Linked DNA regions of Mus musculus: region 2 is linked to region 1. A link is a contact called in public promoter capture Hi-C data. All regions are on one chromosome and are shown on one strand. The core of a region is the stretch at or near the end of the contact, and the rest is flanking DNA. Distances in the headings are between cores, read along the strand shown.

The links. Promoter capture Hi-C pulls out the DNA fragments that hold promoters and counts their contacts.
Region 2: a promoter capture Hi-C map of liver shows a contact between it and region 1, with 2.2 times the contacts expected there. The contact joins the enhancer-like site here to the promoter of Mgat5b in region 1. A contact is called at or near these places in 13 of 39 promoter capture datasets (the 3T3-L1 cell line, 3T3-L1-derived adipocytes, the C10 cell line and 7 more), 13 of 484 Hi-C or Micro-C datasets (CD8 T cells, Th1 cells, bone marrow-derived macrophages and 8 more), 3 of 115 datasets of contacts at active chromatin or transcription factors (bone marrow-derived macrophages, embryonic stem cells and stem cell-derived neural progenitor cells) and 4 of 9 other capture datasets (adipose tissue, embryonic stem cells, liver and 1 more).

Annotation. Positions count from the first base shown.
Region 1 is chr11:116,915,758-116,922,309 of GRCm38.p6, reverse strand. It overlaps Mgat5b (mannoside acetylglucosaminyltransferase 5, isoenzyme B), which reads right to left and starts at 3,447. Exons shown (of 18, transcript NM_172948.3): 1 at 2,767-3,447. The coding sequence starts at 2,834.
Region 2 is chr11:117,201,324-117,207,875 of GRCm38.p6, reverse strand. It overlaps a transcript of Septin9 not described here. Among named protein-coding and RNA genes, the nearest start is that of Gm39478, 62 kb to the left of the region's middle. Within about 2 kb of position 2,720, at least 58 of the 459 cell types and tissues checked have an H3K27ac peak or open chromatin away from gene starts, as enhancers often do. A contact at or near this core is called in liver and uterus, where this site is marked.

The DNA.
Region 1 (6,552 bases), core at 2,198-4,697:
AAAACATGACATCATGCATTCTTTCAGCACACAGTCATTATCTAAGAGGTGCCAGACACTCAAGTAACCTGAAGTGACAGCTGGAACCCGGGCTTAGAGTCCCTGCCCCAAGCTCTGCCAGACCCAGTGCTCCATGCTGGGCTCTGAACAAGACTGAGCCGGCAGCACAGCCCTGAGCCGGCAGCACAGCCCAGAGAGAGGGCGGGGAGGAGAGGTTTTGAGACCCCCCCCCCTAATTCATCAGAGGACTTGATGGACTGTCAGAGCTGAAAGGGGACCCTCCCTTACCCCCAGGGCAGAGTGAGGAACCCCACGTGATATAGAACCAGGATAACCAAGAGGACCCCAAAAGTCATGTCAGGTGCTTCCACCTGTCCCACCTCCGCTCTGTCCCCAACCTAGGGGACTGTTTGTTGTCTTTCTGCAAGACTTGCTGTACACATTTATTTAATCTCCATTATTTTAAACCGACAGAGTAGTGTTTAATTAAAATTTGGTTCATTAAGGAAAACACATAATTGCCAAAGAAAAGAAGAAACAAAACAAATTTCGAGCCCGTATTTAAGGAAGCTGTTAGAAACTGAGTCGGGGAGGGAGAGAGGACCTAGACTCAGAGATTCCCAAGAGCTGCTTCAGGAGCAGCCGTGCCCCTAATTTGTTGGGGGATCATGGTGAGCTGCAGTAGGAAAGATGGTACAAAGGACACTTCTCTTACTTTGGAGGGACCTCACTGAATCCCTCCAAAGTAAGGGAAGTGGGGTTCAGAGCACACTCAGAGAGATCTTATGGGAGACTGGCAACTATCCTCTAAGCCTAAGGATGAAAAAAAGAGGGGGAGGGGTTTCCGAGTTCCAGTCTCTCAACCCCCACCCTGACTCAGCCATAGGACTGGGTTTCAGGCTGGAGATACAGGATGCTTGACATGAGGAAGGTCTACACCCTCAGCCTGGACTTTGAGGCCCCAATATACCTCTTAGCATCTCTCTACCAGTTACCCCACTTGGAGTCCAGGGAACCCCAAAAGCAGTAGTCATGTATAATACATATGATGGTCTCAACCACACAGGTAACATCTCAGGGGCACCTATAAAATAAAGGCCTGGCCAAGAACTCTGCTAGAGACAGCATTCCCAGACCTCCCTTGGGGATAAATGAAGTTAGGGTGATGTAATCAGATAGCTGCCCCTGGCCTTCAATCTAAAGTTCTGAGGGGGCCTGAAGAAGACTGGTTGCTAAGGGTCTCCACCAGCCTAGACAGGAGGTGAAGTTAAAGGGTTGGGAGTGAGTGGCAACTGATCTGGGAATCCTGTCTTCAGGCACACAGGAGGGAAAGCGGGCTCAGGGCGGGCTTAGGGCTGAGGGCGCTGTCTGTGGTGCTGGAGACCGCTGCTTGCAGTCATTACACCAGGTCCTGACTTCAGAAACGGGGGAGGGGGGGAGGTAAGGGGGGGGGGTTCCAGCGGGCTACAAAGCTGACTAGGGATTTGGGACCAGCCAGAACCCTCTCAAGTTGCAGGAATCCAGTATAGCTCTGGAAAAGCCAGAGTCTTTCCCTGGGCATCTTAGGCCAGGGATTTCTGAGACACTTCAAAACCCTGCCCTCAGTCCTCCGGCTCTACAGACCTTTGCATTCACACAGACAACCTGACTGCTGCTGTCCCCAGAGGCTGCCATCTCAGCCCCCACAGAACTGGCCCAGCATGCTGATGGCAAGAGGCAGGTGGGCCACATCACCTCAGCCCCAACCCAGCTGGGTACAGGAGGTTGTCTGGAGGTACCGGGGATCAACCCAGAACCTGGGAGAAAAGCCAGCACCTGCCTTAAGGTTTATGATCGGACTCCACCTGTGGCCTAGTCCCGAGTCCCACCCCCACAACGGTGCCCATCTCTCCCTCTGTGTCTTCTGAAGCCCAGCTGCCAAACAAGGCAGTACTTCAGGCCTCCCAGACACCCTCTCCCCTAGTCTGGCCTCGGGGCCTAGCTCTGCTGGAGTCTGGGGGAAGGAAGTGGGGTCCCTTCTTGGACCAACAGGTCTTAGCGAGTCTCTCACAAACTGCACCCCTGCCTGGCCAGGACTGTCCACGGGAAGGGAGGGAGGGAGGGAGGGAGGGAGGGAGGGAGGGAGGGAGGTGTTCCATGCACCTGCTATGCCTATCTAGTCTGTTGGAGATCCGCGATTGGGAGTGAATCCCTAGCAGAAGGGGGTCCTTGCCCCAATCTTGGGGACGTTCCTGTCAGACCCAGGTTTGTCCCCCACCAGGAAGATGAGTGAGATGCAGGGGGAGGGAGGGGGAGAGGAAGGGGGATGAACTAGGCAGAGGATGGGCGGGCCGACCTAGGAGACAGGCGGGACACCAGGGGTGCTTCCTAGGCACCCCACAGTAACTTCGCAGCTCAGATAGGACCGACAAGAGATGAAAAAGACCGCAAGGGGCAGGAAAGGGACTTGCTGGCTGGGGCCACTTTGGAGCCCAGGACCTTGATCTTGGTGTTTTCTGACTCCATGCTCACCTCTCTATACCTGATATCGTTCCAATCTTGGTCAACTCAAGAAAGATCCAGACCCGCACCCCCCCACACACACACATACCCCAACCCTATCTAATTCCGTCTTCCCATCCCCATGGCCCTCATCGAGAATAGACTCGCGAACCTCCTTTGCCACCCGAACTCGCACCCCCTGAGGGGACCGACCTCGCCCAGCTCCACCATGAGTCCCCTTGGGGAGGTCTTGACCTCCCTGCGCCAACCAGTAGAGAACTTTACCGAAAGGGTCTCAGGGTGACCAGGCATCTTCTGACCATTATCTTCCCATCTGGGTTGACTGTGATCATTGTTCAAACTTGTCTGGGCGAGAAGCCGGGGGCGAGGCCGGACGCACCGTCCTGGGCCCGGCTCTGACCGCCTCGGGAACCACGAAGCCGCTGCGGGCCGAAGCCGGGGGGTCGCAGCACCGAGGGAGCGCGGGGCACGGTGGCTCTGCAGCCCCGCGCGGGGCACGGCGCGGCCTGGGCGCGCAGGGCAGGGGTTCGGCGAGAGCTTGGGGCCGGGCGCTCTCTGCGTCTCCGCCCTCCCCGATTCACATTTTGGGGAAGGCGAGGCGGCGCGCCCCCAGATCGCCGGCCGCGCGTCTGCCTGCTAGGCTCGCTGGCTGGGCGGGACGGCGCCGCGGCGCGCAAACGGGCTTCCCGCGGCGGGCGCCCTCATTCCCGGGGCCCGCGCCCTCAGAGCCGGCTAGAGGCGGCCCCAGGCCCGCACCCCGGCCCCCCGCACCTTCCGGCCGCGCCGCTCTGCAGCCGCGCGCAGCGCCGCGCCCATGGCTTTGGGAAGGAACGGCTGCGCGCTCGCCTGCCTTCGTCCTCGCCCGCCCGCTCGCCCGCTCGGTCGCTCGGCCACCCGCGCTCCGGGCTCCGGGCTCCCGCGCGGCGCTACAACCCGAGGCGCCGCATTGTTCCCTCTGAGGAGGCGGCCCGGGAGCGGCCTCGCGTTTCCTCGGCGCCTGAGCGCCATCTGGTGGCCGCAGTCTCGCTGCGCTCCCTCCCCGGGCTGTGCGAGGAGGAGGGGGACGCGAGCGCGGGAGCCATGGCTCTGCGCCCCTCCCTGGACCATGCAACTTCCTAGGGCATCCAGCAGACCGGAGAGCCGAGGCTGCTCCGGTAACTGCATCGCGCAGGGGAGATGGGGCGCGGAGAGGGGACCCTTGTCTCTCCTGCAGAGCACGAGCCACCACTACCACCCCCAAGAGCTTCCGTACCTATGGCTTCTCACCCGCTGATTCTCTCGGCAACACCCACCCACCCTGAGAAACTCCCCGAGTCCTCCCACTTCTCACTTGCCTATAATAAACTGGGGCTGTGGCATTCATGCCAGGAGCCGTCAGCTGTATGCCTGAGGTCTAGCCTTGGACCCTCTCAATCACTGAGTTAACGGGCTTTCTAGTATACAACTAATGACCAAAAAGCTCACCAAGGCTCTTTAAAGTCAATTCCCAAACCCACAGGCTTAAATTTTAGCATTGTTGAGCCCTGCGCACACCATCCCTGCGTGTGTGTGTGTGTGTGTGTGTGTGTGTGTGTGTACTGTCCTGTCACTTCCTCACTTAGAGTTGATGTGAGTTTGGTCTTGACAGCCAGGAATGAAATTATCACCCAGGCTTGTGGCAGCTGGAGGCACCCAGACAAGATGCATGATTTAGAGGCCCAGCAGAGACCCCATCGCCCTCAGACATTTCCTTAGCCAGCTGGCTGGAGTGCCCGAATTTCCCTCCTCCATCCGTCACTCTTTCACTGAGGCACGGTCAGACTGCCCTTGCTCAATGCAAATGTGCTACCTAGCGAGCGAGCGAACACATCAATTCGCCAACACCAATTTATCGCCTGTTTTCTCGTTGGCGGGAGTAAGGCAACTAGGTAACAGGTGAACGCTGGTGGAGAAGCAGACAAAGCAGTCACCGCTGGTAAGGAAAGGCTCAAGGGAGGCAGAGAAAGCTGCAAAGGGCCTGGGGATGCCAGGGTGCTTGGATGGAACCAGGTTAAGATGGAAGAAAACACGGGTGTCCTAATTAGGTTTCTGTTGCCGAGATAAATATCCTGACCAAAAGCAACTTGGGAAGAGAGGCTATGCTTGGCTAACACTTTCCCCTGGCAGTCAATCATGAAGGGAAGTCAGGGCAGAAACACAAGGCAGGAACCTGAAGGCGGGAGCTGACAGAGAGACTGTGGGGGTGTGTGTGGGTGGGTGTGTGCAAAGGCCGTGGGGGAGTGCTGCTTACAGACTTGCTCTCCAAGGCTCCCGTCTGCTTTCTACACCACCCAGAACCACCTGCCCAGGGCGGCACCAGCACAGTGAGTTGGGACCTCCTACATTATTAATCAAGAACATGCCCACAGGCTTGCCTGTAGACCGCTATGATAGAAGACAGTTTCTAAACTGGTAAGTCCTGCTTGTGTCAACAACAATAACAACGAAAAACTAGCCAGAGCAAAGGGCTTTCTCCTGAGCTGGGGAGGAGACTCACCATCACAGACTGTCTTATACTCGGTACCCAAGGCTTTGGGGCACTTCCTGACCAGAGTCGTGCCTGTCTGGTTTTGGGTAGTGCTGATCCAGCCTGAACGTCTTAAGACCACGAAGGCTCTGCTGGCTCTTCAAAGTCAAGAACTTTGAATGTGGTCCAGAGAGATGAGAGATGCTGAGCATGCTGAGAGATGGCTCAGCATGGGGAGACTGGTGACCTCAGGACCTACAAGGTAGAAGAAAAGAGCCCACTCTCTCACATCCCCTGACTTTCACACTTGCATCATGGCATACATGTGACCTCACACATGCACACATGACACACACACACACAAAAGAATGTCTCTTCTGACCTGACACCTCCCATCTCCCCAAGCTCAAGGGGGGTTGTTTATGCCTCTCTGACATCCCTGAGGGTTGTCTGCCCTAGTAGGTATGACTGCAGTGTACCATCTGGGGAAATGGCCTTCCTTCAACCAGAACTTGGACTTAGAACATGGGAAAGGACACTCCCAGCTAGGAGTGGTGTCCACCTAGCATCCTGGTGCTTAGGAGGTGGAGGGAGGAGGATCAGCAACTTACGTCTAGCCTTGGCTACACAGTGAATTTGAGTCCAGCCTGGGCTACATGAGACTCTGTTTCAGAAGGAGGTAGCTCCCCACTGACCTCTTCCTCTGGATCTTACTCTATTGGAACTGTCCATATAGACAGCAGAGGGATTGCCTGCCTCTGCATTGAGCAGCAGGCTCACAGCTAGTGGAGACGCAGAGGAAGAGCGAGGGTTACTTGCTATGACAGATTGTTTAGCCGTGTGCTTGCTTTTGCCAGCCTTGTCTCTGCAGTCCAGTTCAGTGCACATGGCCCCCTTGCTGGGCACAGTAGGAGAGAAATTATGAATCTAGTATTATGTAACCTTGAACACAAGAGATCTGTGCCTCAGTTCCCCCACTGTGACTCGGGCTATTTATATAGCACTGGCTTCACAAGGTTGCTATGTGGATGCCTGCCATTATTTCTGTCTGCTGTAGCTGGCACCACTGGTGCCTGCATCTCCTCTACACTCGCCTCTACACACTAAAACTACTGTTCCTGAGACAGTTCTGCTTGTGGGGAGAGGCTGTGGGGATATGACCACTTTCAGGGAGAAAACTGAGGTGGCCCCAGAAACACCCTGCAGCAACAGATAGCTATCCTGCCTGTGTCCCACTTAGGTGTGATACTCCGAGCCTCGTGTCCCACACACTCCTGGTAAGACAGCGCTCTTGTTGCTGAGTTGCCCATTACTCTATGATTCCTTGTGTCTGAGAATAGCCACCCTCTCTGTCCCATGACAACTGTCATTCTTCAGCCAATACTCTTGGGGTCAGCTCCCAGACAAACGATTGCACTTGAGTCCCTGTCTCAGAACCCCAAAACCAGAGCCTTGCAGAATGGACCCAGGGTCTTCACCCCTGGGACACAGCAGACTCAGCTGTGGAACTCAGCAAGACCAAAGCTTTATTCTAATTAGGTCCCTGATGTCACCCTGTTGGCACA
Region 2 (6,552 bases), core at 1,471-3,970, 290 kb before region 1:
ATCTATGTGAATTCAAGGCCAGCCTGGTCTACAGAGCAAGTTCCAGGACAGCCAAAAGCTACACAGAGAAACTCTGTCTGGAAAAAAACACAAACAAACAAAATAAACAAACAAACAAAAAAAATTAAGAGAAGGGGGGAGGGGAGGGGAGAGGAAGAGAATCTCTGTCCCAGAGAAACAAGGAAGGTGGTAACTAACTGAGAAACAATGCTCGTTTGACCTCTGACCTCGTCACAAGTGCATGCACACCCACAAGAAGGAGCATGCGCACACATAACCCCTCTCCCATCCCCCTCTCTTCTCCTATAGGAATCCCAGCCACCAAAATAAATGAAATTTCAGTCTGGCGTGGCGATGCATACCTTAAATCCTGGCCCTTGGTACAAAAGGTTGGAAGCCTTAAATTCCAGTCCAGCCTGGACTACAAAGTAAGTCTTTCTCAAATCCTGACTCAAAAGATAAGGGGGCAGGGGAGAAAGAGAAGGAGAAGGAAAGATACTGACCACTCAGAAAGATAACTTTTCTGTTTTCTCCCCAGAAAATAAAACACTGGTCTTGGTGAAGAAGAGAAGCCAAAAGACAGTCACAAAAATGTTACTCTGGAGAAGTAACGGCTTAATTGATACTTTTCTAGATTTTGCTTTATTCCCGATACTTAATAGCTGTTTCAAACTACAGTTAAAATTGAGGGCAATACCTCCACTCAACATACAGAGGCAGGGGGTCACCACTTTTTAAGTGTTTAAGCACACTAGCTTAGAACCCCAAGTCGCCTGAGAGTATGGGTCTGCAATCGCAAATCTTCATTGTTAAGGTGACTGGACTTGGTCTCACAGAGGAGGCGTACCTCTTCCTGCCTGTGTCTAGGACATTGTTTTTTTAGAGAGCTTTAATGGCGGAGGGAAGACCCTCCCTGAGTGCAGGCAGCATGATCCCACAGGCTGGAGCTCTCTGCTGCATAAAAGAAACAGGAGCTGAGCCCCAACATTTACCTCCCCCTCTGTTTCCTGACTGTGAGTGAAGAGTGACCAGCTGCCTCCAGCTCCAGCTTCCATCATGACCCTCCCCCCACACACACGCACACACGGACTGGCCCATCACACTGTGAACCAACATGACATGTCCCACACTTTTGTTAAGAACTTTGTCACAGCAACAGGAAGGGAACCAACATGTAATTCACTTCACCTTGGGGCCACTGGGTTACCACACAGGGATTCCTCATAGAGAGGAGGAGGCAGAGGACCGCCATGCCGAGAGTTCCTGGAAGGAGCGACCAGGGTGATGAGAGAAAGACTGAGGCCAGAGGAACAAAATGTTAACGCTCAGGAAAAGCCAGAGAACTATGCCTGATTGCCAGAGGAAGGAAGCTTCCAGAAGAAATCACTGCAAAGTAACCAGCCAGCAGACACCTGGTTGCCAAGTGACCCAGGTAGCCTGTCACCTGCAGCCATTGATCCATGCCCATGGGCTCGGGAGGTGACAGGGATGGAGAGATCACACTGCGCCAGCCTCGTGTGCCAGTCACTGCAAGGAATGAAGATGGTGGACAGCTGGTCTCAACAGCAAACCAGCGCAGGGACACTCAGCAGGTTGATGGACAGTTTCTCTCCATCATACCTCTTGATGAAATGCTATCCTGAGCATACTTTCCTGGTTGTGGGTGACAGCCATAATAATAGCCAAAGAGTCACCATTACAGTCTAGACGGATCAGTGGGCCAGATCCTCTAGGAAAGCGGGTGAGGGGCCACCAAACACAGGACGTCCACTCTGAAGAGCCGCCAGAGCTCTGGCTTTGACCCGTACCTGGTATGTGACTTCCCGGTGAAAGGGCCTGAGTGACAGGGACATGCAACCCTGAAAGCAGGTGCCGCTCAGATAATTAAACGATACATTTCACACTTGTGGGGACAAGCAGAGCAAGGGACATAAAAGTGAATCTAACAACAGGTAGGGTTTTATGTTCCGGTTCCATTTCCTGATTGCATCGCTGAAGGAAAAGTCCACAACACAAAACATCGACCACAGGCAACAACAGCAAAACAAACAAACGAAAGTGATGGATACAGGGTCTGTCTCAGAAAGCATTTCCAGAGGGGAGAAAAAAATCAAATAAAATAAAGGCAACCGAGGTCCACAGTTAAGGCCGGCCCGCAGCCACCAGGAAGCTCTGCCACCCAGTGACTCATCCGACATAGCTGAGGTTTTACCACACCTTGTAAGCAGGGAGGCAGCGCGATGCCAGTGCTGGTGAGAAGCCACCATTCCTCCCGGCTCCCTGGTACATCTGACTGCCCTTTTGTCTGGCACCCTGCAGTATCCATATGACCCAGAAGCCCTCAGCTCTAACCTTACCTAGCCACTCGCCTGCTCTGCTCTACTGAGCCAAAGATATAGAATTAATTATCAGTGAGTTTTACAAATAACTCCTCCAGACCCCTCTGTGCCCAGCGGTCAAGTCCCTAGCATGCTGGAAGATGACAAGCACTGGATGTAACCCACTTCCAAGTTGCTTGGGTTACAGTAGCCTTATCCTCCGGCTGGGATCTGATCCTCTATAAAGAGGGTTGTGAAAGGAGGGCCCCAGGATGCAAGTCCCATTGATCTCAGCTCAAGGCCCCGGGCAGCCAGCCAGCTAGCTCACTGGTGCCCAGCCCTTCCTGGTAACCATGCTCACCTGGAACTCAGCTCAAACCTGAGCACGGTTGCCACTACTCCTGAGTCAGCTGCTGCCCCAACACGCCTGGCCTGGCGAGGACCTGGGTATAACACTCCAGGACTCCTGATGCTGCTGTGGCCCACCCTTTGCTCCAGATGTAGTCTGGGGGAGTCAGAGTGTGAGCATGCCCTGGGAGGAGTGAGGAAAAGACCACTGTGGCAGAGACTGCAGCCACCAACTGCCACGCAGGAGGCAGGCAAGCCTATAGGTCCTCTCCTCGGGATCCTCAAGCCAGGGTCAGATGGGTTGCCTCAGCTCCACAGAGACCTTCTCTGCCCCTGATTTCAGCATTCCAATCAATGCTGAAGGTCAGGGTTTGACTGGTGACTTGGGTCCCAGCCAGGGAAGGTCCGGGTCCAAGGGCCATCCTGCGACCTGAAGCTAGGATTGGCTTTCCGTGCTCCCGTTTCCTGTCCTGAGGTCTTGGGCAGCCAACAGTAAGGCTTCATCGAACCAGGTCAGATCAGTCCCCAAACAAAGCTTGGTTGTTGGAGATCTGCTAGAGGCCACTGACAAGCAAGGCTCCTGGGGCCGCCACCCCTCTCTGGTCAGAGTAGCTTGGTGTCATCTTCACTTCGGCTGCAAGCGGACCCGGGCCCAGGGCAGGGTTGGAGAGATAAGGCCAAGAAACTGGGCTGGGAGCAGCCTGCCCCTCAGCCCTCCGGGCCCTGCAGTGCTGTTGCGGAGAGCCACGGGGAGCAGCCAGAATGGAGCCTGAGGCTCAGCAGCACTCAGCAGACACTTCTGGAATAAATGGCTCAGAGCACACGGAAAATTAAAACGGATCAGGAACTCTGGGGAGTCGGGGCCCCTTGCAGCTCAGCATGGCTGTTCTGGCAAACCTGGCCAAAGTTTCTGGAGCCAGAGCAAAGCTATCCCAGAGACCTGCCCACCTGTCACAACTGGCTTTGCTGCTGCCACCAACAACCCTGCAAGCCTGGCTGCCTGACACTATAAGTGCCTTCAACCAGGGCTTAGACTTCTCTTAATTGGGACTTTTGGATCACATGGCCTGTGGCAGAGTCAGGACTCTGAGGTCTCTCTAGGAACCCCTCAGCACAGCAGGGCTGTACTTGCTGTCTTTGCAAGCCCCAAGCAGCTTCACCAGCCTCTGGTCCTGATGACCCCCCCCCCCCATAAATCCCTAAAGCAGTGAAGAGCTGGGATGTTTTCAAGGTAACAGCCCCAACAAACAAGCCTTAGATGGGGCAAGAGTCACCCCTTTCTCTACCCAAGCACCCTTTGAGCCCAGGGTCTCTCTCTTCGGAGCCCTTGACATCCTGAGACTAAGAGATCCACTCAGCATGTACCCTGGGGCCTGGCTCTGTGCTGGTCTGGGCTAGATCTCTCTTATCAAAAACATCTTTAGCAAATTGCAGAGCCCACGCAACACTGCCCACGGACAAACATGCGGAAACCTGGTCGCCTCCAGGTTCAATGCCTGTCTTGGAGCCTCGGGCAGCCTGGGACAGACAGAACCATCTGAGAAGGGCACAGAGGGTTCAGGAGGGAACACACCTTCCATGGTCTTGTTTAGACATCCAAGGGAGGCCTACGGGCACATGGACAGCCCAATGTCTGACTAAGACAGCTGCTCCTGAATGACAACTCTGCCTCTCTGCACCCATCCAGGTGTAAGCAGGTCCCACGGTAGAAGGTGGGCTCTCTCATACTCTTTCTGGTACATTTTACTCAACGCTACGCTGGTAAGACGCTTTGGAGTGGAAAGCTGGGAAGGAGGCAGGGGCAGGCAGGCAGGGTGGATGGCTGTCCATGTCTGAACTTGCCTTCCCACCTCCCCAGTGGTCTGGGAAGGGCTGGTTCCTGACTTGTGCTCAGTCAGCTCTCTTGGGACTAGGGGCCTCAGAATCTGGGCAAGGATGGGACATAGCCATAGACTAACTGCTTGAGGAGGCTGCTTCCTCTCCAGCCCACGTCCCTTAGATACACTAGAGCAAGCAGGCTTGACCATCAGGAGTCTAGAGGTAGCCAGAGCAGGCACTGAGGTATGGAGGGACCAGCGGAGAAAGGAGCTTTTTGTCACCCACACTCACCAGCTCGTGGGTAGCTTACTCAGAAGTGACCTCAGAGGGTGTGCCCCTCACCCTTCCAAAGCCCCCTAGAATGCTGGGTAGGGCTGAAACCCCTCATGCTTTGTATCCCCTAGGACTGAATCCCTGCCTGGTATAGAGCTGGAAAAGCTAGCCACCTGCTTCGAGAGTCTCCTGGAAGCCGCAGGAATCCCAAAATAATTCCAGAACGCACACAGAGATATGCTTGCCCAATTCTGGTGGCTCACAGCTTAGTCCTCCTCCCTGCCCCCCCCCTCCACCCCCCCCCCCCCGCCCCGGCCTCTGCCACTGAAGATTTCCAAGAAAGCCAAGAGCATTGAAGAGAGGTATTCCAGGAGACTCATATGCTGTGAGAAGCCAGCGTTTAGGACCCCAGAAAACAACAGGAGTAGCCTGCAGCTGGCTCCAGCACAAAGGAACCTGCAAACCACGGACATCGTGGGGAGTCAGGGAAGCCCTGGGCCCCCGCAGTGGGAAGCACACAACTTCCTATGGCCCACGGCAGTAATTCCTAGGAGAGCGGCTAGAGAGCTAGAATAGGTACCTCTGGACCTGTTCCTGTAAAAAACACACCGTCACAAACAAGCACCATCCACATTGAACAATGGAATGTGTGGGGTGAAGAACCCCAGTCCCTACAGCAGCTTGGGACTTAATCCCAAGAGCTTCACAGTTCAATGCTCCTGCCCTTAACCACTGAGCCACACGGCTCTAGCTTTCCACTGAAACAAAGGGGAAGACGTGTTTGGGAAGAATCAGGGCTGTGTTAAGCCTGCCAGAGGGTCCCCCAAATGCCCCTGGGGTCCTGCAGCTTCCCTACCTGGTAAGACCCACCTTATTTTCCACTGTGCCAGATCCCTTACTCCCAGAAGGCAGGCACCTCCAAAGTCCCAAGCCCCTCCTCCTGACTGCCCAGAGCACTTGGAGACTGTCTTGCCTCCGAGACAGGGGTGGTAATGAGCTGGTGTCTCACCCATATCTTGCCTCCTCAGTGACAAGGCAAGCTCCTGCAAGCTAAGAGCATGTCCGTCCCTGCGTTGGCGCCCTCTGGCCCGACTATGGGTGCCCACCTCAGGAAGCGTCCTTGGTGCTTGCAGATAAACCGCGCTCCTGGGGTCACTCCAGACTTCTCACCTCCCGTCCTGAGAGGGCCAGGACTGCTCACAGCGGGTCTCTGATCACAGTGTGGCAGCCATTCTGCATATTTCGAGTTCATAAATAGGTCTACAGCGATATTCCCACTCAGTCTATGGGAAAAGCACAAAGCTCTCTGGCTGTCCTTGGGTTTGCAGATGCTGTAGAGATCTTTTGCATTCTTTGCTACTTTGCTGAGTTTCTGGTGGCAATGGGGGCTTAGGGACAATCTAACTTCAGCGAGTGGCCCTACTCAGAATGGGGCTGGCCCCAGGAAACCCGGAGGAAATTGGCATGGAGCTGAACCCCTACCACCCAACCCCGTACAACTGCAGACCCAGCACCCCTTGGTGCATTGCCAGGGAGGGAACAAACTGGATACGGTCCAGGCCCTCCCTGTGGCCCATCCTCCAAGAGCCCTGCCCCTTTAGGTAAACACGGGGAATTGAGGAGCTTGGTTTTACAGGGGCTGTAAGCTGGACGTCCACAGGACCTATCATAGAAAGTTCCATCTTTTTTACGAAAATTTACCTGGTTGAGGTTGGGTGGGTATAGGCAAGATGGCGGAGCATGCACTGGTCCACCCCTACCATGTCCAGGAAGCTCCAGGCTCAGGACCCCCCCC